Regions from separate parts of the Mus musculus genome. Here all the other regions are linked to region 5. The links are chromatin contacts, called in public ChIA-PET, HiChIP or PLAC-seq and promoter capture Hi-C maps. All regions are on one chromosome and are shown on one strand. The core of a region is the stretch at or near the end of the contact, and the rest is flanking DNA. Distances in the headings are between cores, read along the strand shown.

Region 1 (2,996 bases), core at 252-2,751, 340 kb before region 5:
TCAGTTTCCTAACCCACATCTATGCCCGATACATTATTGGCACAGCTGCCCTGAGAACAAACTGGGAAAATACACATGGAAAGCAAGAAGTCTCTGAGGAATGTTAGTCACCCAGCTTTGGCTCGACTGTCCCTTTGTACTGAAGCCTTTTTTTTTCTTTTTCCTTTTTTTTTTTTTTTTTTTTTTTTTTTGCTGGCTTGTCCATCCCCCCCACCCCCCACCCCCCAGCACTGAATCCACCTCCATACTCCTCAGTCTTTTGTCTTCTGTTTCTGGAATCCCTGTGATTCTTTCCAATTCTGATTCTGCCCCAAGCACCTGAGAGCTCTTCGATGCCTCGATCCTCACATCTGTGTGCGGGGTGAGCACCAGTCTAGCTTCTGGGGCTCCCACACCCAAGGGTTCCAACTCCGGCCCTGCACAGAACTCTCAAGATACTCAGATGTGCCGAGCCCAAGGGCCCACCAAACTTGTTGACACGAAGAGGGATGCTGCAAACAGCCTGTCAAAAAAGCCAGACCGTGGAGACCTGCACCTCCCCCTGCTGCTGATGCTGGTGGGGTGTGTGTGTGTGTGTGTGTGTGTGTGTGTGTTGGCTGAGTCTGCAGCACTTGCCTCCAGGGCACAGATTGCTACTTCTCTCCTTACATAAAGCACCTGGCAGCCAGATGAATAATACATAGACCTTCACCTCACACCCAGGTATCAGGCAGGCAGACACCTGCTTTGCCCCACCAAGGCCTCCAAGGAGGGAGGGATGAGATGTCCCGCCTCATACAGTCCTCCAAGAAAGGATACAAACTAAAAATCCGAGCCCGTTCCCCAGACTCCCTAGCTTTGCCACTGCCTGGAGCTCCTTAGCCCCAAGCTAAGCATCCAAGCAAGGTGTCCAAGGGCGTGCCCAGGCAAACAGGCACCACACACCCAAACCAATCTCTAGGGTTCCTTTGAACACCCAGCATCCTGGGAGCCCCAGATCCCTATCCCCCTTCAAATCTACTGACCTGTGTGCAAAGCGCGCGCACACCCCCATTTACGCATGTACCGTCTCAAGGGCCGACCACCGGGCCAGGTCAAAGCCACTGCACTGAGGACCGACGTCTCCCCGCCCCGTTCGGTCGTGCCAGGCTGCAGCACACCCACCGCGGTGCGCACAGTCCCATCGGTAAGAGGCTGGGCCCCGCGCCGCCCACCCCGACTCCCCCACGAGCAGGTCCGGTTACACTCAGGGCCCCGCCACGCTGGCGAAGCGGGCACACCCACGGGCCGCTTGGGGGCCTCCGAGTCCCTGCCTCCCCGCGGGAAGTCCCCAGAGTGGAGTTCTCCCCAAGGTGCAGCCCCCGCCCGGTCCCCGTTCATCCCGTGCATCCGCCGCCCGGGTACCTCAGGAGCCCATGGCGCTGGAGACTGCAGGCGGAGCAGGCGGCGCCGCAGCCCGGTATCTCGGCCGCCGCTGGCGCGTCCCGAGCCCCGCCGGGTACCGCCGCGCCGCGCCTGCGCACTAGGAACGCCGCTGGCGGGGGCGGGGCCGGAGCGCGCCGCTGAGGTCACTCGCCGAGCCTTAAAGGGGCCGCGCGCTGCGAAGCACCACGCGCAATCTCGGGTCAGGAGAATGGTGAGGTCCTCTTGCAACTCGCAAACGCACCGCGAGAGACCCAGGGCCCAGGTTTCCTAGTCCAGTCCCACCCACCACAGTCCTGGGATGCACAGTCTGACCCGCGGGATACAGACTGTCCCGGACACTCGCGAGCTAGCTTGAGTTTCAATTCTCTGAAAGCCTTGTATATGCCAACGCTGAAGGTGAAACGAAATCTAGTTGACGTTTGAGACAGGGAGGGTGAGTGTGAGACTGTGGAACGGACTTCCACGGAACGTTTTGTATAGTTATGCAAAATGAAACTGCTCTAGTGGAGCTGCCCCACCTCATTCCTAGCAGCCTAACGAACCGATTCTAGAGGAGTCATTCCAGCCCCTACCCCACTTTGATTTGTGAGGTCCTCGTCTTACCCAGATGACTGAAATGTGTAATATGCAACCAAGTTTATTTTTATCTCCAGCTCCAAATGTCTACCGACGCCTCTTACTTAGCGGGCTCAGCTGCTTTCCCCTCCACACACATTTCTTCTTCACAGCATTCCCCAATCCCTGCTTCCAGTCTTCAAGCCAGAAAGTCTAGTATTATCCTTGAGTGCTGCCCTCCCTCTCCCCCTCGTCCCATCAGCTTGGGCAAGACATCCTGTATCCCTAGACTCTGACCTCCACACTACTGAACTGCTGTCATGTCCAGGCTCTGCCCAGGTACTGTGAGCATCTACTTAGCCCGATTTTCCAACCTTGTCCTCGGCGGGTCTGTGCCAATGTGAGAATCAGGGATTCCTTTAAAAATCCAAATCGTTGGAGGAATGCTTGCTTACCATTCACCAGACCCTCAATATAATTCTTTGCACCAAAGTAAACAAACAAACGAACCCACCCAAGATGAACTATATGGCACTTTGCTCAAAACCCTTAATTAGTTCCTCATGCCATTCCAAATGAAGCCAACATCTGCAGATCTCTGCACAGCCTTGATCCAGCATCACCCTCCGCAGGCATGCCTGGCCTCATCTCCTTTTCCTGAACACTGACCTCTTGCTTTCCCTACAACCAAGTACAAGCATTCAGCTTCCATGCCTTTGCACCTGCTGTCCCCTCTGCTGGGGCTACAGTTTCCCCAGACATGTCTTCAAAGTCTTGCTTGGCTGGCTTTACTAGGGAAGCTGAAGCAGGATTGTTCTGAGACAAATACCTCCTTCCCAGAGTAAGATTGCTGAGCCCCTCACCTGCAGTCCATAGTCAACATCTCACTGTGCCCTGTTCTCCTAATAAAAGTTCATTTCTAACACGTATCGATTGTTTTCCTATCTTATTATCCATCTTCCTAGTGAACAGACTGTTGCATTAACTTTGGGGAGATACGTGCCCCAAATAGGAAGGCACCCAAACAAACCAAAGAT
Region 2 (3,301 bases), core at 773-3,272, 480 kb after region 5:
AAAATAAGGTTTCTTTGAGACAGGATCTTACTTGGTGGTCCTGGCTGTCCTAGAACTCTCTTTGAAAAGCTTTGAGGTGCTTTAATGAGACTGAGTTCCATCAGACTTGTAAGCAACTGATACATTTGTTTTTAATGACAAGAAAACCAACCCAAACTACCAAGGCAGAGAAGGAACTTGCTGGCTTGCTGACAGTCAAGCGTCAGGTGGTGTTGGTGACCTCGCAGCTTGACGTACCGGCCATTTGTCAGTGCAATGCCATCCGGCTCCATAGCTCACTGGCCTCGACTTTGCGAGCTGTCCCTGTACCGTTAGTCTTCGAGCTTCTGAGATGGTTGCAACAGCTCCCAGCTTCACTTTCTCTTTTCTTCAGACAGAAGGAACAGGTTCTTTTCCCTAACAGCCCTGCGCCTGGAGACTTGGAAGATGGCTTGGTTGGTAAAGTACCTGGAGTCCAGGGATCAGGGCCACAGAAACAAACAAGCTAGGCTCAGTGGCACATATCTAGCATCCCTAGGACTGGGAAGGCAGACGGGTTCCTGGAGTTTGCTGGCCAGGCAGTCGAGCTAATGGGTGAACTCCAGCTTCAGTGAGACACCCTGTCTCAAATATGAATAAATAAATAAGGTGGAGGGCTGGAGAGATGGCTCAGTAGTTAAGAGCACTGACTGCTCTTCCAGAGGTCCTGAGTTCAATTCCCAGCAACCACGTGGCTAACAACCGTCTGTAATGGGATCTGATGCCTTTTCTGGTGTGTCTGAAGACAGCGACAGTGTACTCATATACATAAAAAAAATTAAAAACAAGGTAGAGAAGTGACTAAAGATGACACTGGACATGGACCTTAGCCTCTACATGCACATGTGAACCAGTGCACATCTGCTTGTGTGCACATCTGTGCAGGCACACAGTCTTGTGCTTGAGCTGGGCACGGTGGTGTGCTTCCATAATCTCAGCATTTGAGAGATAGAGGTAGGAACACTGTTATAAGTTTGAGGCCATCCTGGTCTACATACAGAGTTCCAGGTTAGCCAAGATTTTGTTACTTACTAGATCTTTCTCAAAGTAAAGCTAGTGGGCCTGGAGAGACTGCTCAGAGCTTAACAAGGGTTGCTTTCTAAGGGGACATGAGTTTGATATCCAGCACCCACAAGTTACCACAGCCATGTGTAACTCCAGTTTCAGGGGACCTAGAGCTCTCTTCTGGTCTCTGTGGGCACCAGTACAAGTTTGCAGTGTCCTTACTTAGACACAGACAAAATACTCATAAGATTAAGAAAGACAAATCTTGGCTAGGTGATGGTGATGTGTGCCTTTAATCCCAGCTCTCAGGAGTCAGAGGCAGGAGCATCTCTTGGGACCTGAGTTTGAAGCCAACCTGGTCTACAGAGAGTTCCAGGATAGCAAGTACTACAGGAGAAACCCTGTTTTGAAAAATCAATACAAATGAAAATCTTTAAAAATTTTCTGAGCCAGGCATGGTGATGCACACCTTTAATCCCAGCACCTGAGAGGCAGAGGCAGGTGGATTTCTGAGTTTGAGGCCAGCCTGCTTGTCAGAGTTTCAGGACAGCTAGGACTACACGGAGAAACCTTGTCTTGAAAAACCAAAACCCCCAAACAAAATAAACTCTTGGGCTTGGATCTTGTTGGCTTCCGTTAGGTCTGTTGACCATCCTGAGCAGATCTGGATGACTTGGGTGGAATCTCAGATCAGTTTAGACGCTTAGGAAAGTCAGAGTTGAGCCTTTACTAGTCAAGGAAGAGAACAGATAGTTTTCTGAAAGAAATGAGGACAAGATGTCACCCTTGGCACCTCAGCTGTCTATGTCCGGTCTCCTCAGCACCTAGCAGCCCTCCCTTGCTCACGTCCGGCTCCTGGATGCTCATCTGTCAGATGGGGTGTGTGTATTACAGGTCTCCAGCTGCGGTGGGCAGTTGTGTGTGCGCGCGCGCATGCGCCTGGCAGCAGAGTCTGAGCTTGGTGGAGGTTTAAAAATCCCCTGTGCCCCTCCCCCTCCTTCGATGTGGTATACGTGACACACGGGTCATGCATTTCCTCCCTGGGCTTCTTCCCTTCGCCCCTGTGACTCATCTGTTTTTCTTTGCCTCTTCCCGCTTCTTCATTGTCCTGCTGACCTTCTTATCTTCCTAGAAATCTGTCTGCTCTGCCTGTGGATCTCAATCCCCAACAAAGTAGGGCTGGTTGCACCTCTCCAGGGAGCCCTCCCTACTCAGCGCCCAGCTCCCTGGTCAGCTGCCTGTTGCAAGGGTCCCAAGGCATCGAGGTCTCCTGAGACTCGGCAGGGCCAGTGTGGAACTCAGCTTCCATCTGAGATTACTTCCCTGTCCTCTCCATCCTGGTCTTGACCACTCATTTATCCAGTGCCATCAGCTGGATATGGGGAGGTATCCTGAGGTACACACACACACAAACAGTAGCTACTCTTTTGGAATGTTTTGGAATGGCTTTTATGTGCCTGGGACAGATATGACTCAACAACCCAGGAGTATGAGGCCAGCTTGGACTGCATGTGACCCAGTCTAAAACAAAAACAAAACAAAACCCCAAAAATAACCAAACAAAAAACCTACAAAGAAAAAAGAAACACTCAGATACGGTATTACACACCTTTAATCCCAGCACTCAGGAGGCAGAGAGAAAAGCAGTCAGATCTCTGTGAATTCAAGGCCAGTTTAGCCTACACATTGAGTTCCGAGACAACCAGGGGTAAATACTAAGACAACACCAATACCAACAGTACACCTCCCTATCCCCACCCCCACACTCACACACACACACACACACACACACACACACACACATTCACACACACTCACATCTACACCACCATGCTTGGCACACATTATTTAATTTTTGAAACTTTTTGTCTGTCTATTGAGACAGGTTTCTCTTTAGACCAGGCTGGCCTCAAACTTACAGATCTACCTGCCTTTGCCTCCTGAGTCCTGAGATCACTAAAGATGTGCACCACTCCAGCCCAGTAGCCAAAAATCACATTTAAATCAAATTTACATAAGTTATGCAGAGTTCCCTCTTTTAACTGGGGAAAGCAGAAGAAGTGGGGCAGGGCTCAAAGCTCACTGGTGGGGGTGGGGAGAGGACCCAGTAGAGAAAGTACTTGTTGTACAAGCACGAAGACCAGAGTTCAAATCCCCAGTATTCATGTAAATGCCAGGCAGGTGTGGTGGTCAACCTGTAAGCCTCAGGAAGTGGAGACAGGAATTCCCCGAAGCAAGTGAGCTAGACTAGGTAAATCAGAAAGCTCTGGGGTCCGGT
Region 3 (2,909 bases), core at 275-2,774, 410 kb before region 5:
AATTCAGCATGCATGGAGTGTACTTACATAGATCCGGGAAAAACATTCATATGTATAAAATAAAAATAATTTAAAAAAATAAATAAACTGGGGACTCTCTACAGTGAAAACCTAGCCCCAAAGGTATTAGCATGACCCTGGCAAAGGAGGTCACTGGCCTCCCTTCCCCAGGCTAAGCAGGAACAGCGGGCGGGCGCTAGCTACATCAATATTTGCTCAGTGGAAAGGGAGCAGAGAATAAAGGTAACAGAAATAAAAGCGCCTGGTTGTCAGGGTGATTAATAAACACTGAAAACATGAACAAAGGGGAATGCTCTCCCTTTGGTCCTCTCTCTCCCTATCCCCCAGCCCTTTCCATCCTGCCTATGAAACAACAGCAAAGCAGGGAGCTTGTACAGGGCCACACTGGTCACCAAGCCTTGTCTTCTACATCTTCTCATTCAAATACTGAGCCTCGTGGCAGTCACTAATGTGGGCAGAAAATTCAGTCCTATCTGGCACAGTGAGAAAACAGACAAGAACAGAGCATGGCCTCCAAGCTCCAGAACCACGTGAAGGCAGAGACCAGAACAAAACACTGCACTAGTCTAAGGGTGGAGCTTCAACGAGGCCAAACCAAACCTGCCCAATCCTGTCGGGCTGGCAAGAGGGCAGGTGGGGGAACTTTAGAGGAAGGATTGGTATTTGTTTGCGATCATGTGAACTGCCCATTAAAAATACAGGCAGAGATCCATAAACCCTTGTGCCCTCCCAGTCGCACTCACACCCAAATCCCTAGTCACAGTCACCTGGGTCACAGGCTCCTAGTCGCCAGCTTCCAGGTCATCGGAGGGAGCTGGAGGTGAACCCAGGATTGGAGGCTAGAGAACTGGGAAAAACACACGGGGGAGCAAATGGAAACCGGAGGCACAAGAGAAGATAAGCAGGGAGTTAGAAATGGGGGCTCAGGGGTTGGGCACAAAGGGACGGACGCAGGAAGCAGGTGGCGTGGGGGAAATCGGGCAATGAGGCAGAAAACCAGGAGCACTCAGAAGCGCAGAGAGAGGAGCTGGGGACAGTGGACAGTCCAGGGTGAAAGTCGGGCAATGAATTGGGAGAAGGGTTGATTTTGGAAGTTGGGAAACTGAGGGCGGCAACGGAGAAGAATGCGGTCACCGGATGGGAGTTGGGGACGCCAGGGGATGAAAGGACAGAAGCCGGGAGCACTCAAGGAGGCCAGATAGGAGTTAACGGAGGACATGCCTCAGAGTCGCAGACACGAGGCCGGTCCTAAGCAGGGTCCAGGTGACGACATTCAAGACAGGGGCACCAGGAGGTTTGGGAAAGGGCCGTCAGGCCCCGCCCCCGCCGCGCCGTCACTCACCTCGGCTTACTCAGCACTTCTCAGCCCTCCTACTTCCGCAAACTGACGCGCCCCGCCCACGTGACGACACTACGGCTCTCCACCAATCCACCGAGCCCATGCCGCAGGCAGGCTGTGGCCCCGACCCCAAGCGTGGACCTCGCACGCGGTCAGGCGCCGCCATCTTCTATAACTGCCCAATGGAAGCCGCTTCTGTTGCCAGGGGGCGGTCGGGCTTCTGACTGAAGCCAATTCTGCGTGGCTGATGGGGGCCATGCCTCGGGCGGGCGGAAGTTTCTCGTGAGGGCAGTTTGGCTGACGTGTTGATAAAGGGCAGGAGGCTGTTCCCGGCTCCCTTCGACCTCAAGGAATCCAGGGTGGCTCGGACTCTGAACTTTTCTGTTTCTGGCAACACATGAAGATAATAAGAAAGAAAATCAATAAAGCCACAGGATATAACCGGGAAGAGCCTGCTTTGATGTTGCCAGGTTCTCCCAAACCAAATTGCAAATAAAAATATGGAATTAACGGTTAGGTTGAAATAAGACAAAATAAAAAAAACTTTCAGGTGGGGAGGGAGGTAATACGCGCGCGCATATGTGTGGTGGGTGGTGGCCAACATAGGGTTTCTGTAGACCAAGCTGGCTATGAACTCAGATTGCCTGGTGTGTGCCACAAGCTTTTTTTTTTTTTTTTTTTTTTTTTTTTTTTTTTTGAGATAGGGTCTCCCACTGAATCTGGAGCTCCCCCACTGGGTTAGCCTAGCTGGCTATGGAACTCCAGGAGGCTTCTTGTTTCCTCTTTCCCAGCTTTGAAGTTTAAAACATTTACCTTTTTCCGTGGGTGCTGGGTATCGAACTCAGATCATTGTGACAACTTCACAAGCACTTTTCCTACTGAGGTATCTAACCAGCCCCCGAACAAGCCTAGTGGCAAGTGATAAAACTGTATTTGTTGCCTACCAACTCTACCTCAAGATGCCAGGCAATTCTGGGTGTGGTTATTGCACACGTACAATCTCAACATTTGGATGCTGGATCAGGAGTTCAAACCCAGCCACAACTAGTTCAGTTGAATCCCAACCTGGCACTCTGTCTCTCAATAAATAAATGAATGGATGTCTGGAGGAATCTTAGCACTTTTAGTAGGATTTTACTTGAATGACCTCTGTGAGGCTGAGAAGTAGCTGCGGTTGCGTCTGGGAATAGGTGATTGTCACTGAGAAGACTCAGACCTCATGCCTAACTATCATGGAATTCCAATAGATGGAATTAAAGTGAATAACGCGGGGGCTGGTGAGATGGTTCCTCGGTTAAGACCACTGGCTGTTCTTCCAGAGGTCCTGAGTTCAATTCCAGCAACCACATGGTAGCTCTCAACCATCTGTAATGGGATCTAGTGCCCTCTCCTGGCATGCAGGCATACATGCACACAGAGCACTCATACCATAAATAAATAAATAAATAGATAGATAGATAGATAGATAGGTAAATAGATAAATAAATAAATAAATAAATAAATAAATAAATAAATAGTGAATAAATACATGGTTGGTAATGCTGATTTT
Region 4 (3,224 bases), core at 186-2,685, 400 kb before region 5:
ATCAAACAAAGAGTAACCTGAGCAGGCCAGGGTCCAGACAAGTGCCCACACTGACCTGCCTTCCTCTGCAGGCTGTCAGAGGGGATGGAAGTGACACCCTCAACCGGTCTCCCCTTTCATCTCAAGTGAGCAAGAACTCCGAGGTTTCACGGGTCCTGGGTCTGGTAGCCTTGTTTCATCCTGTGACTCAGAGTTTGGTAGAGGGGGTGACAGTGTGCAGTCTGGCAGGACAGCCAACAGGGAGGCCTCAGCTCTCTCACCTTCATTCTACCCACCAGTCCCTCTTACCAGAAAGATCAGTGACATGGGCAAAGATCTCACTGAAAGATAAAAAGATGTGATAGATCCCAAATCATTCTCTCCTCCAGCCACTTGAGCTCTGAAGCCTCTTCTCCCAGGATACCATTTTTTGCGGGGCGTCTCATGACTCTGCCACTGGAAAGACAGTGTGAGAAGGCCAACCCCACTGCTAAACGCAGCATTGCACAACATTGCTTGGCCATTACCAAAAGATCGACTTCTGTGGGCAGTAGGGTGTGGATGCAGAAGCCTGGCTCCCTGTTCTCCTAGGCTGAGGATGTGGGCGATGGATCTAGCCACATGGGGTCCTCACTGTCATACAGGTCTACTGGATTTCTTCATTAGTTGAGCACCTACTATTTGCCAGGCACAGCCTCAGCTCTCTAGAAGGTAGGAAAAGGGTGTGTGGGGGGTGGGGGAGGGTGGTGAACAGGATTGTGTATTTTCTAGAATTGAGAACTTGAGTTCAGAGGTAAATTTTTTGAACACCTTTTTCTTATAACTTGTGTTTTCCTTAAATTCACTTATTTGTTATGTGTCTGTGTGTGAATGGACCCATTCCACCGCTCTAAGTACGTAGAGATCAGAGGTCAGCTTTCTGGAGTCATTGTCTCCTTCCACCTTGGAAGTTGTGGGGTCTGAACGTTAGGCATCAGAGTTTAGTAACAAGCAAGCACATCGACCCACAGGGAAAGCGTCCCTGGGGCGAGTGGAGGTAGGGTTGAAGATATGGAGCCGACACCACGTGAAGACCAGGGGTAGGCAATTGCTGTGGCTTCGGAAATACAAACCTACGGTTCACAGGTACAGAGAAGGCACTTAAAACCACGAGACTGGATGAGGTCATCCGGACAAAGGATGTAGATCGACGAGAGAAGAGGCCAGACAGTGAACTGTAAAGCAAAGCAAATGACACCTCCACCCACGCCGTTCTCCAGAGGTGTCACGTGAATGCATCCAGAGGACACAGTCCCAGCACGGAGAACCGTGGCGGCTCTGGCTGTGGGCTCCTACAGCGGGGTCTACTGGGGGCGGCGCCTCACTCGGGCGTGGGCGGGGTCTCGGCTCCAGGCGGCCGCTCTGGGGCTTGCTGGCGGCTGGGGCGGTGACGTCACTGCATGACTGGGTTTTTATGAATGAAAGGAATCCTGTGCGTGAGTAATTCCGGGAAGCTCGCCTTACAACTGCGCGCGGCTCCAGCCCCCTTCGCCGCCTGCCCCATAACAAAACTCGGAGCGGCGCTGCGCGGAGCCGGGTTCCTAGTGAACTGCGGTCCCGATCGGAGAGGAGTGGGGCTCGAGAGCGGCCAAGGACCGCCACCGCGACAGCCGCGACAAGCACGCACTGAGCGCCGGGCCTGGCGGAGAGCGGTAAGGACGCGTCAGGGACGGGGACCGAGCTCCAGAAGTGTGAGCTCCGGGTCCTGCCTGGGCGGCGCGTGGTCCTCCTGCCCCTTCGGCGCCCCCTTAACATCAGCTCCCGGAGGGGCCTCCGAGGGGCTGGCTGGGAGGCGGTGCGCGGGCCCCGGAGGAAGCCGGGGCGGGGGCGGGGGCGGGGCGTGCACGTACGTGACTCGGTGAGAACAGTCCCTGGAGCCGCGCCCAGCACCTTGTGTGCGCGGTTTGTTTACGTCTCCCGGTGGCGTGCGTGCGGCTGTGTTCTTTGGGGAGCGTCCTGAGTTCTGCGGGCTGCGTGCACACGGTGTACTTCGGGGTGTGTGTTTGTGTGTGTGGCCGCACGCGCTCCTTGGAGACTGACACTAGCCCAGTGTATCTTGAAGTGGGTGCGCACCAGTGTCCACTGGAGCAAATGCGGAATAAGGACCCGAGCGAAGGAAGTGGCCCGATCGGTGGTCACACCAGGTCTGGAATTTTTCTCCCGCCCCTTCCACCCTCCGTCATCCTCCCCCTTTCCACCAGCCGGGACTGCCCGGTCCCTGTTGTCTCTGGAGTTTCCCCTGGCTGGAGCCATGTGACATCAGTGTTTGTTCCTCGCCCAGCGCGGGTGCCTGCAGCTTAGAATAGAGCAGAGGTTAGCGAGCCAGTCTTCTCCTGGCCACCTGGTGGATCTGGGAACCTAGTACATGGGAGTCCTTCCTTAGCCCCAAGTTTTCCGGCTCAGTATGGACTGTCCACCCCTGGATTGTCCCATTCTTCCAGTCTCAGGAGAAACAGGCAAGGCCAGAAAGTTTGTGACAGATTGGAGAACACAAGGCTCCCGGACTATTCTGTTGGCGACTGTGGTTGGTCTGGGTGTCTGAGGCTGCACCTGCTGGGTCCAGGAGGATGGCATGAGGCCCACTGTCACACTCCTCAGGTTGGACTCCTTAGACTGGACCTCTGTGTAGACCGATCGGTGGTCACACCAGGTCTGGAATTTTTCTCCCGCCCCTTCCACCCTCCGTCATCCTCCCCCTTTCCACCCTGGACCCCAGGGCTACTTAAATACTGGGCCAGCTGGCACACCTGGAGTCTACCCATGCCCAGCAAGATCAGCAGCCAGTGCTAACCCCTGATCTTCCTGAGGGAAGGGTTAATGTGGGAGAGGAGCGCTGCCTGAGAACACCTGTTCTGGGAACCCCCGTGATCCCACTCAAGACTTTCCCTCTTACCCCCTCCCCCACCCGAGGGTGCTGGAGTCCGAGGAGGTGGCAACTGAACTAGTTAGGGGGTGGAATCAGTGATATTTTAACTTTGAGCCCAGTGAGTTCTGCTACCACTGTGAGGATTCCAGGGTCCCCATCTGCAGTATGATGGCAGGAGAGCTCTGCAAGACGCTCTGGAAGCTGAGATGCACAGCCTGTTTTCCAGGGGAAACAGGGAAAGCAGAGGCCATCCCAAGGACCGGGGCTGGATAGAATTGGGGGTTAGGGGTTTGCAGCCAGGCCCACAGGAATCATGTGGGTCCATCCTCAAACCTCATCA
Region 5 (2,856 bases), core at 275-2,774:
GACCCAGCTTCAAATCTCAGAATATCAACCCAGGAATCTCACCGAGCCTGGGCTAGCAGGATTACAAAACTTTAGATCCCAAACCCATCCAAAATGAGTTCCTGGTACTTGTGACTTAGTATTGTTTCTGCTATTCCTGGTGGATAGTGACCTCGCATGGTGGGAAACACCCAAACCCAGACCACAGAAACCAGAAGGTCAGGTTCATCCAGCTAGAAAGACAAGTAGCCTCCTGTCTGGGCTAACTGGCATCTTCCCAGGTGGGATGCCCATCTGGCATCTCTCACTCTCTTCGACTGGTGTTGGTAAAGGGACCAAGTGGTAGTAGCCAAAGCAGGAAGTTGCCTTGGTCCTGGGTTGTATTCCAGTCCTTATAAGGTAGTTCCCCCCATGACTGCCACCCCCACCTGACAGCTCCAGATGCCCATATGCTCCACCTCTTAACCCCTGCCCCGCTGTAGCACATGAAGCCTTTGCCAGGGGGGAAAAGAGTGTAACATGTTTATACAGTGCCCACGCCGCTGTTGCAAGAATCTAAACGTTCTGAGTAGGTGGAGAGGTGGGGCACCGAACACTGCCCCGTGTGCCACCTCCCAGCACTCCCAGAGCGGTGTGGACCTTATCTTTATCTTTCATATTCATCCTGTTGTCACAAAATAGTTTGCCACAGCGGCCATCCAGATTACACAAGATGACAAAGGTCTACCGTGGGGAGCCGCTGAGATAGACACTCCTCCATCCCGCCATTAGTTACAAAACCCTCAAATAAAACATACTTTCCTACTGCAGAGCCTTGGTCCCGAAGATTCCCCTATCCTGGGGAATATTATACGTGACATTTCCACTCCATTTCCCCTGGGACACAAAAAAGTGCTCCAGGCGCTCACCCTCTGTCCTGGCTCTAAGTCACACCCCGGAGCGCGCTGGCTTTGTTTTGTTTTGGTTGGGTTTGGCTGTTTTGGAACTGAGCTAAAAGGGCCCTCCCCCGTACCCCATAACTGTGACAGGCAGCGGTGGCGCAGGCTGAGAACTTCCAGTGCCAGGACTCGGCCTGTGGCACAGCCCTGGTCCGGTTTGGGGCGGCTGGGTCTTGGCTGCCCTCCTCCCCGGAGGCTGCTGGGGAAGTCCCGCCTGGGGACAGCGCCCTCCCCGTGACCGCGATGCGTCAGGGCGCCGGCCCGCGAGTGTCCCGGGGCGTGCGTCGCGCAGGGGCTGGAGTGGCCCGGCCTGGCCGGACAGGGAGGCGCAGGCCCGCGCTTTGGCCGGACGGCGACCCGGGTCAGGCGGGCGCGGGGCCGTGGGGAGGCGGGCCCAATCCCTTCTTTACCTTGCGTGGTTCTTCCCGCGTCGGAGTCCCCCGGGCGGCGCCGCGCACTGGGCCGGGCCGGGCCCGGGGCTGGGGCTGAAACGCGCGCGGAGCGGAGACGCGGGACGGCGCGGGGTCGGTGAGCGGACAATGCGGCCGGCAGAGGACCGCGCTGCGCGAGTGGGGCAGGGCGGTGCGCGCGTGGCCGAGTGTGTATGTGTGCGCCTGTCAATCAACGCTGACAGCCCACAAGTCATTGGCCGGGCCCAGCCGGCCCGCCCCGCCCTCTGCCGCCGCCCATTGGTTGATTTGAACACAAAGGCTCCGGCTCGGCCCGCCCTCCGCGTGGGCCCTGTAGTCCGCGCGTGGGAGGCGGGGGCGAGTACGACCTCCAGGCTGTGGGACCCGAGCGTTCCCTCGCGCATCCGTGCCCACGCGCGCGCGGCGCCGGAGCTCTAAAGGCTTTAGGTGCGGGAGCACACAGGGTGTCATGAAATTGGCCCCAGGATAGGGTCCTGACGCGGCCCCGCGCGGGTGGTTTGGACGCTTACCAGCGTCAGCCGTGTCTGCCCATTTTAAAGACGAGGGAAACAGGTCCGTGGAAGTTTTTTTTGTTTCTTATAAAGAACCCACCCAGAGGGGAAGTTGAGTCTAGAAGATTAATACTATTTAATTTTAAGGTTGAATTTTAAATTCCAAGGTGGGCAGGATACCCATCTTCCCGCACCACCTATTTTTGTTGTTGTTTTTGTTTTTCCAAGACAGGATTTTACTGTCACGGAGATCCACCTACCCCTCTGCCTCCCAGGTGCTGAGATAAGAGTGCACCACCATGTCCAGTCAGAAACCCCAAGTTTGACAGCAGCTTTTCTGTTTTAAAGAAGGCTCCATCCACAGCTGGTTGCAAGAGAAGGTAGGGCTGGCAACACGGTTCTCCTACTTTCCTCCCCCTGGGATGAGTTCCTGACTCCACGGACCTGTCCCCTCCCACCACCACCCCATCTCTCTCTCTCTCTCTCTCTCTCTCTCAAACACACACACACCCCGCCCCCAGAAGATAAAGGAGTGCGACTGGGGATAAACCACTTCTGTTCAATATCTTCTAAGGATGATGAGATCCGGTGTCCTTCACTTTAAAATGCCAAGGGGGTGGGGGGAACTGGGACAAGAAAGACAGTGGTGGTTCACGCCTTTAATCCCAGCACTGGGGAGGCAGAGGCAGGCAGATTTCTGAGTTTGAGGCCAGCCTGGTCTACAGAGTGAGTTCCAGGACAGCCAGGGCTATACAGAGAAAGCCTGTCTCGAAAAGAAAAAAAAAAAAAAAAAAAAAAGCTGGTATCCAAAGGCAGTAGGAAACTGAGGAAATACACACACCCTCATTTTGGATTGGTTCCACTGCCAAATAAAACCAGATCCCCTTTCTAGACCTCCATTGTCCCATCTGGAAATGAGATGCTGTCTACCCTTACAGTATCTTTGGACAATTATGCTAACTATCTTCTTCTTCTTCTCCTTTTCCTTCTTCTTTTTTTAACTTTATTTTATTTAAT
Region 6 (2,950 bases), core at 333-2,832, 300 kb before region 5:
AACAGGACTGCATATCTGCAGAAAACCCACCAGCCTGGCACCACAGGTCCACACATGGTCCAGCTTGCTAAGGGCACCCGCCAAGGGGAACATGGGAGTAGAGGCTCACACTTAGGATCCCTACAGGAAAGGGGGGGCTGGCTGTGTACTCACAAACACCCCCCCCCCCCAAAGCCGGGTTTCCACTAACGCCGACTCAGAGACCATACATGGCATCTGGGAAAGCCACAGGTTAGGAAAGGAACATAAATATACTGCATCCTATATTACATAAATACCCACGCCAGGTTATATAAATACCAGTGCCCTCTGTCTGGGAGTCTTACATAAATACACTGCACATGACCCCCCAAGCCCCTCTCCACTCACGGCTCTCTGCACAATCACCAACCCTGAAGGACCCTACCAACGCCAGGGTCTCCCCACCCTGGAGACCAGAGCCCTGGAGTCTAGCGTGTCCCAGCCCTCCTCCACTTAAAAGCCCCCCTCCACCGCCACCCCAAGAAATTGACTTTGGGGTGGGGGCTCCTTCAGGAAATCAGAGTAGCTTTCCAATTCTTCACTCTGTCCCTTACGGGAGGGGTGGGGGAGGGGAATAAACAAAGTTAAAAAAAGGGGGGGGTGGCCATGAGGAGTCAAGACTTCTCAGCTGGTTAGAAAAATTACAACTACAAGCAGCTGGGCACATGGGCAGTCCCGTGTCACCCTGCCATACACACACACCTCCTGACACACACACCACCCACCTTCCACAGGGCCAAGACCCTGGTCAATGAATCAGTAGAATAAAAACTGAAGGAATGCCCTAAACCTAGGAAAGGCGTCCCAAACGCAAGTATTCATTGGAACTGCACCCCCTTCTCTCTCTCTCTAGACCCCCTTTCCAAAGGGAGGCTATGCTAAGAAATATGTGGGGAAACTCTGGACAAAGTAGGGGGAGGGGGTGGCCTAAGTCGCAGCCCTGCCTCTGAGGCGCCCAGGCACCCAGCTTTCACAGGCTTGAAGCACAAGGCTGTCTCGCACACCGCAATGAGAAGCCAAGCGATAAATAACCCCCTCCCTTCTTCTCGCCACAAAGGAAAACAAAGCCGGTGGCCCGGGTGACCACGCACCCCATCACTTAGGACCCCCGCGCGCCCCCACCCTACGCGAGAACGGCCTCGGTGACCCGGAGCCCAGGACACAGAGGAGGGGCCGAGGCCGGCCCGGAACCCGAGCGCCCCCGGGACCCCAGCCAGGCCCCTGCCGCAGGTCCCCCGCCCCAACCCGGGGCCGCCTCGGTGCACCCGGCGGCCTGCGAAGCGCCCGTCCCCTCCGCGTCCCCGGCCGCGCCTTTGTCCTCACGGGCGGCGCCCCCAGCCCTGCGCGGATGCGCGTGTCCGCCCCGCGCTCGCGCAAAAAGAAAACACAAAGAGGCGGAGGGAACCCCGCTTCCCCGGCCCCCGATGCTCACCGCGCCGGGGCGGCCGCCGGGGCGGATGCCAGAGGATTCGCCGGGCCGCGGGCGCGCCAGCCTCTCCCCGGCCCGCTGCGCTGCGCTCGGCCCGGCCGGGCTCAGGCTCCGCGCTCCGCCGCCTCCCGCCGCCCGCCCCCGCCGCCGGCTCGCGCGCTCCCTACCCGCGCGCGCGTCCCCGCGGTTCCCATTGAGCCCCGGGCCCGCCCGCTGATGTCATCCCCCGCCCGCCGCCGCCGCCCCGGAGGATTTAAAGGGCCCGCAGCCCCCGGAGAGCGTGTTCTGACGCTGCCACCCTGGGTGAGGGGCACACAAAACTAAGATTTCCTATACTCAGGCCTTGCCCTATCTCCAGCCAAAGCTGCGGGGACCCCCGAGAGAATCAGCTGAGACTCCTGGCACTGCAAAAGAGATTTAGGGCTCAGTAGCCTGAAGGCTGTAGAGAACACTGGCCAGGGGCTTTGGGAATAAAGCATAGGGACTGAGGGGCGTGGACAAGGACCAAGGATGTGTGGTCAGAGAAAACTCCAGGCAGACACTTTTCTTTGCTCTGTCCTCTGCCGTTCAGATCCACTGTGACAGTCCCTCAGATTCCAACGTAGTTTCACCCATTGAGCCCCCTGCCCCTCACCAAGAACTCACACGTGAGTCAGGGACCCAGAGGTGCTCATTCAACAAAGTCATCCCCCAGACAATGCCTGAATGTCCTTAACTGCAAACGAGGAAGAAGGACCATAGCCTTCCCAGGTCATGGGAGAGTTAATGAAGGCTTCCCACCAGCTTCCAGCTCCACCATGGAAGGTCCCAGCACAAGGCTATTAAAATGATATTTACAGTGGGTCATGCAAAGCTCCAACTTATGACACACCTACATTCTCTCTCTACACACACACACAACTGTTACTGTGGACATAGTACCTCTGATCACCCCGGAAGCACATCTCAGAAAGAGTCACTTCATAATAACCGCATCTTCTCCCCGAGGCTGAGGAGATTGCTGGGAGACCTATAGACCAGGTCCTATCACAGGGCAGGAGGGCAGGATACTGTGGCCCAGAGAGGGCAAAAGGTCTGCCCAGGCCCACACAGCCCAGCAAGATGGCCATGTTCATCTGGTGGACCTGGGGATGCCGATCAGAAGACCAGGAGAATGAGGAGGAGCTGCCTCCAGAGGCCTCTGTGATGGTAAACCGGGCAACTGGCTCTCTCTGCCCAGGTGGTGGACTGAGCATGGCCCGCTTGGTGCTTTTTGGCTTTGCGTTTGTCAATTGATTCACAATTGGCAGGTTTTGTATGACAGGCCCGCATTCTCTCCTGAAGCCTTGGCCACGCAGGGCACAAATCCTCACCAGAGGCAGCTGGTCTGGACAGCAGTCAGCCTCAGTGGTCAGAGCCCAGGCCGTGGGGCCTTGGCAAGACTGAGCAGAACACAGCAAGCATCAATGTCCTCCTAGCAATGTTACCACCCAAACCTTCCAACATGGGCCCAGCTTTCCA
Region 7 (3,065 bases), core at 260-2,759, 370 kb after region 5:
GCTGAGAGAAACAGGACCCAGTATGTAGTGAACAGTCAAGGATCTGATGAGTCCTGTGGTCCTGAAACACGTTTTACTGTTTAGTTTGACCCAAGTGTTTCAGCTAGAATTAGCTTTAGTGAACAGTGATTTCCATTCCAAATAATAACAAATTCCAAGTCTGGAGAGATGGTGTAGGGCTTGCATAGTGGCTGTAGGTGTTCTCAGTGATCCCAGCTTCTACCGACCCCAACTCTTACCCATCCTGCACCCAGCTGTGTGTAAGCAACTAGAGCTCCAGCTAGCTAGCACATCTGCTTTCCAGTCATTGGATCAGGGGGTGGGACAAAGAACATGGCTGTATCTCATTGGCTGAGAGTTAGCCACGTGACTGTGCCTAGCTACAAGAGAAACAGAAAGATGGCGGCTTTTAGAAGCTGTGAAGAGTTCTCTGTTCTAGGCAACCTTTTCTCCCGTTTCACAAAACATCCCCGAGGACACAGTTTGGGAGCAGGCTGTGTGTCTGTGGGCCATATTAACCCTCCACAGTGGAGTGGTCTTGCCTTGGGACACATGGGGCAGGTAACTTCTGAGGCTCCTGATAGATGGCTGATACGGTCCCAGACCTTCGGAGGGGTGGTCGCGTGAACAGTCCTTCCCCTTGGTCAAGCTCGGTGCTTTGAACGTCTGTAACCCTCTGCATCCTGTCAACTAACCTCTACTAACCCAATACTCTTGTCTGTCTCTCCCTTAACCGTCCCTCCCACCTGCCCCCTGTCCCTGCTTGCCCCTATCCCAGGCGGGCCAGGCTGTGCTAGCCTTCCAGAGGTACCAGATTGGCGCCGACTCGGCCCTCTTCTCCCAGGACTACATGGACCCCAGCCAGGACTCCAGCATGCCTTATGCACCCTACGTGGAGCCCAGCGCTGGGTCGGACCCTGCTGGCATGGGTGGCACCTACCAGCATCCAGCCAACGCCTTTGATGCTGAGCCTCAGGGCTACCAGTCGCAGGGCTACTGAGCCCCCCTCCCCCACATGGCGGCGACGGTGACCGCCTACCCTGCCCCTGCCCTTCCATCCTAGCTCCCCTCCCAAGCACCCTGCTCCCTCCCAGGTGACTCTGCCTAGCACATGCTCAGCCTCCAAGTGACTCCACTGAAGCCCAGTGCAGCTGGGGTGGGGAGTGTCAATAAATGTGAGCAAGTGTGTGTCCAGCAGGGGTGGGGAGTGGTGGGGTGTGTCCACATGTGTGTGTCCAGCTGGGGTGGGGAGTGGTGGGGTGTGTCCACATATGTGTGCAAGTGTGTGTCCAGCAGGGGTCTACAGGTGGGGCCCAGGGGTTACAGTCATTCATTGTGTCCTTGACACTGAGTACCTACTGAATGCCAGGCTTTGTTTAGCTGGAGAGTAAGAGAGAGAGGGAAAGGGGAAGGGGGGCTGAGGAGGCCCTGTTCCAAATACAGGAAAGGTGGGACAGATAGATACTGGGAAGTTTGCCTGCAAGGGGCTCAGCCACATGGTGAGTGTGGTCAGTCACAGGATGTGGGCTGTCATTCCCAGAATCCTTGATAGACATCAGTCCTCCTGGGATGGCCAGGGTTATCTCCATTTTATGGTTGAGGAAACCGAGGTCTGAAGGGTCAAGACACTTTGTTCAAGGTCATTGAATCAGGCTGTTGATGAGGCCACATTAAGATGGGCCAGATAGAGCTCCTGCCAGCCTTCTTTACTTCCTCTGCTGCTCTGCCACTCAGCGTTACTCGTTACTCGAGTTTGATGAAGGGGTTGGGGGTGGGGGCAGGGCAGCGCTTCAAGACGTGAGTCCAGTGAGACCCCCGTGATCAGCCTCAAAGCGAGGGCCTTCCCTGCCTCAGCTGCTTTCTTTCCTCATGCAAGTCCCTTCCTCCGTCTTGGTCTTCTCCTAGTGGGCTCCCTCAACCTACTCTTGTCCCTTTGTGTTGCTCCGTGCTCTACATGGCCTGCAGGGAACTCCTTTGGGGTATGCCAGCCACCCTTTGCAGTTTCCCAAAGGAGTGGTGGCCATCCCTGGCTCTTGGAGGGCTCACTGAGCCCTTTGCTCATGGCTGAGTAGACAGGAGGCCAGGAGGTAGTGGACACTGACCCAAGGTCCCAGTGAGTAAATGGTAGAGATGACCTTGCTTCCTAAATGTATTGGCTCCACCCACCCAGCAAGTGGTCCCGCCCCCTGTGTCACCTAGGACACTGTCCTCTCTCTGCTTGTTTGGGTCAGCAAAGGTTCCAGGCTGGAGCAGTGGGGAGAGCTTTCAACTACAGGGTCAAGATGAGTGCCACAGCCACAGGTCACATGACCCCAAATGACGCAGGCGTGAGATGTTGAGAAACTTCCAGCCACGGGAAAGTGAATAGCGGCTTGCCGGTTGCCACAAAGACAGAAGGGAAAGTGGGCGGGGCCTAAGAGGACAACAAGGAGGCATTTTCATACCTGGTGCTTCCCTCCCTGTGACAGAGGGGACGCAGAGGGAGGTTGTCTGTGCTGTCCTCCTGTGTGTGCCCAGTACACAGTAGCTGGTTACTGGGAAGCGGGTCCGTGCCCTTTAACAATTGAGTGTCCCCACCACCTCACCCCATGCCCTACTGGGCTCTGCCGGGCAGACTTGCTCTTCTGGTACCCGTGTTAGTGTGATGTCACCAAGGGTGACTGTGGTCCCTGTCCTGTAGGAGCCTCTGAAGAACATACAGGCACAGGGTCCATTACGGTGGGAAACGTTGCGTGAGCACGGGCCTGAGGAAGAGTCAGGGAGGGGACAAGGGTGTCAGAGGCCTAGAAGCAGCCCCGCAGCTCCTCTTGAGCAGAAGGGGAAACCAGGAAGGGAAACAAACCCTTCCGAGTCCTCGGGAAGTTTCCAGAACCAGGAGCACAGAGAGTTACAGTTGGATCCAGACTGGGGGGGTCTCCAAGTTTGCTAGGAGGTCACAGTGTTGGGAGAGAGCCCCAGGCGGCTGAGTGACAGCTGGCTGTTGCTGACTTCCATTTTTCACACCTGGGAAAGGGCTCTGTGTACAGCCCTATGCCCCCGACCAGGTGGCTCAAGTAGGGACGGCT

What was found. Promoter capture Hi-C pulls out the DNA fragments that hold promoters and counts their contacts. ChIA-PET counts read pairs in DNA pulled down with a chosen protein or histone mark. HiChIP or PLAC-seq counts read pairs in DNA pulled down with a chosen protein or histone mark. Capture Hi-C pulls out chosen DNA fragments and counts their contacts.
Region 1: a contact with region 5 is called in an RNA polymerase II ChIA-PET map of memory CD8 T cells, with 17 read pairs. The contact joins the promoter of Tmem184b here to the promoter of Sun2 in region 5. A contact is called at or near these places in 4 of 115 datasets of contacts at active chromatin or transcription factors (bone marrow-derived macrophages, effector CD8 T cells, memory CD8 T cells and 1 more) and 2 of 9 other capture datasets (adipose tissue and pancreatic islet).
Region 2: a contact with region 5 is called in a promoter capture Hi-C map of the 3T3-L1 cell line, with 3 times the contacts expected there. The contact joins the enhancer-like site here to the promoter of Sun2 in region 5. A contact is called at or near these places in 2 of 39 promoter capture datasets (the 3T3-L1 cell line and liver), 3 of 484 Hi-C or Micro-C datasets (embryonic stem cells and palatal mesenchyme), 2 of 115 datasets of contacts at active chromatin or transcription factors (astrocytes and pancreatic cancer cells) and 1 of 9 other capture datasets (liver).
Region 3: a FOXA1 HiChIP or PLAC-seq map of pancreatic cancer cells shows a contact between it and region 5. The contact joins the promoter of Pla2g6 here to the promoter of Sun2 in region 5. A contact is called at or near these places in 1 of 39 promoter capture datasets (erythroid cells), 2 of 115 datasets of contacts at active chromatin or transcription factors (double positive thymocytes and pancreatic cancer cells) and 2 of 9 other capture datasets (adipose tissue and liver).
Region 4: a contact with region 5 is called in an RNA polymerase II ChIA-PET map of memory CD8 T cells, with 78 read pairs. The contact joins the promoter of Maff here to the promoter of Sun2 in region 5. A contact is called at or near these places in 1 of 39 promoter capture datasets (erythroid cells) and 3 of 115 datasets of contacts at active chromatin or transcription factors (effector CD8 T cells, memory CD8 T cells and pancreatic cancer cells).
Region 6: a contact with region 5 is called in a promoter capture Hi-C map of adipose tissue. The contact joins the promoter of Csnk1e here to the promoter of Sun2 in region 5. A contact is called at or near these places in 2 of 115 datasets of contacts at active chromatin or transcription factors (memory CD8 T cells and pancreatic cancer cells) and 1 of 9 other capture datasets (adipose tissue).
Region 7: an H3K27ac HiChIP or PLAC-seq map of the HPC-7 cell line shows a contact between it and region 5, with 7 times the contacts expected there. The contact joins the enhancer-like site here to the promoter of Sun2 in region 5. A contact is called at or near these places in 3 of 115 datasets of contacts at active chromatin or transcription factors (the HPC-7 cell line, embryonic basal ganglia and pancreatic cancer cells) and 2 of 9 other capture datasets (embryonic stem cells and macrophages).

What each region holds. Positions count from the first base shown.
Region 1 is chr15:79,401,802-79,404,797 of GRCm38.p6, forward strand. Tmem184b (transmembrane protein 184b) reads right to left here and starts at 1,502. Exons shown (of 9, transcript NM_172608.1): 1 at 1,384-1,502.
Region 2 is chr15:80,217,414-80,220,714 of GRCm38.p6, forward strand. No RefSeq gene overlaps it. Among named protein-coding and RNA genes, the nearest start is that of Gm46521, 6.5 kb to the right of the region's middle. Within about 2 kb of position 2,023, at least 161 of the 459 cell types and tissues checked have an H3K27ac peak or open chromatin away from gene starts, as enhancers often do. A contact at or near this core is called in embryonic stem cells and pancreatic cancer cells, where this site is marked.
Region 3 is chr15:79,326,847-79,329,755 of GRCm38.p6, forward strand. It overlaps Pla2g6 (phospholipase A2, group VI), which reads right to left and starts at 1,525. Exons shown (of 17, transcript NM_001199023.1): 1 at 789-1,525.
Region 4 is chr15:79,346,085-79,349,308 of GRCm38.p6, forward strand. Maff (v-maf musculoaponeurotic fibrosarcoma oncogene family, protein F (avian)) reads left to right here and starts at 1,436. Exons shown (of 3, transcript NM_010755.4): 1 at 1,436-1,670.
Region 5 is chr15:79,741,012-79,743,867 of GRCm38.p6, forward strand. It overlaps Sun2 (Sad1 and UNC84 domain containing 2), which reads right to left and starts at 1,525. Exons shown (of 18, transcript NM_001205345.1): 1 at 1,328-1,525. Gm16576 (predicted gene 16576) reads left to right here and starts at 1,687. Exons shown (of 4, transcript NR_045069.1): 1 at 1,687-1,900; 2 at 2,072-2,219.
Region 6 is chr15:79,440,475-79,443,424 of GRCm38.p6, forward strand. Csnk1e (casein kinase 1, epsilon) reads right to left here and starts at 1,583. Exons shown (of 11, transcript NM_013767.6): 1 at 1,454-1,583.
Region 7 is chr15:80,115,077-80,118,141 of GRCm38.p6, forward strand. Syngr1 (synaptogyrin 1) reads left to right here. Exons shown (of 4, transcript NM_207708.1): 4 at 779-3,065. The coding sequence ends at 1,000. Among named protein-coding and RNA genes, the nearest start is that of Tab1, 17 kb to the right of the region's middle. Within about 2 kb of position 1,510, at least 58 of the 459 cell types and tissues checked have an H3K27ac peak or open chromatin away from gene starts, as enhancers often do. A contact at or near this core is called in the HPC-7 cell line and embryonic stem cells, where this site is marked.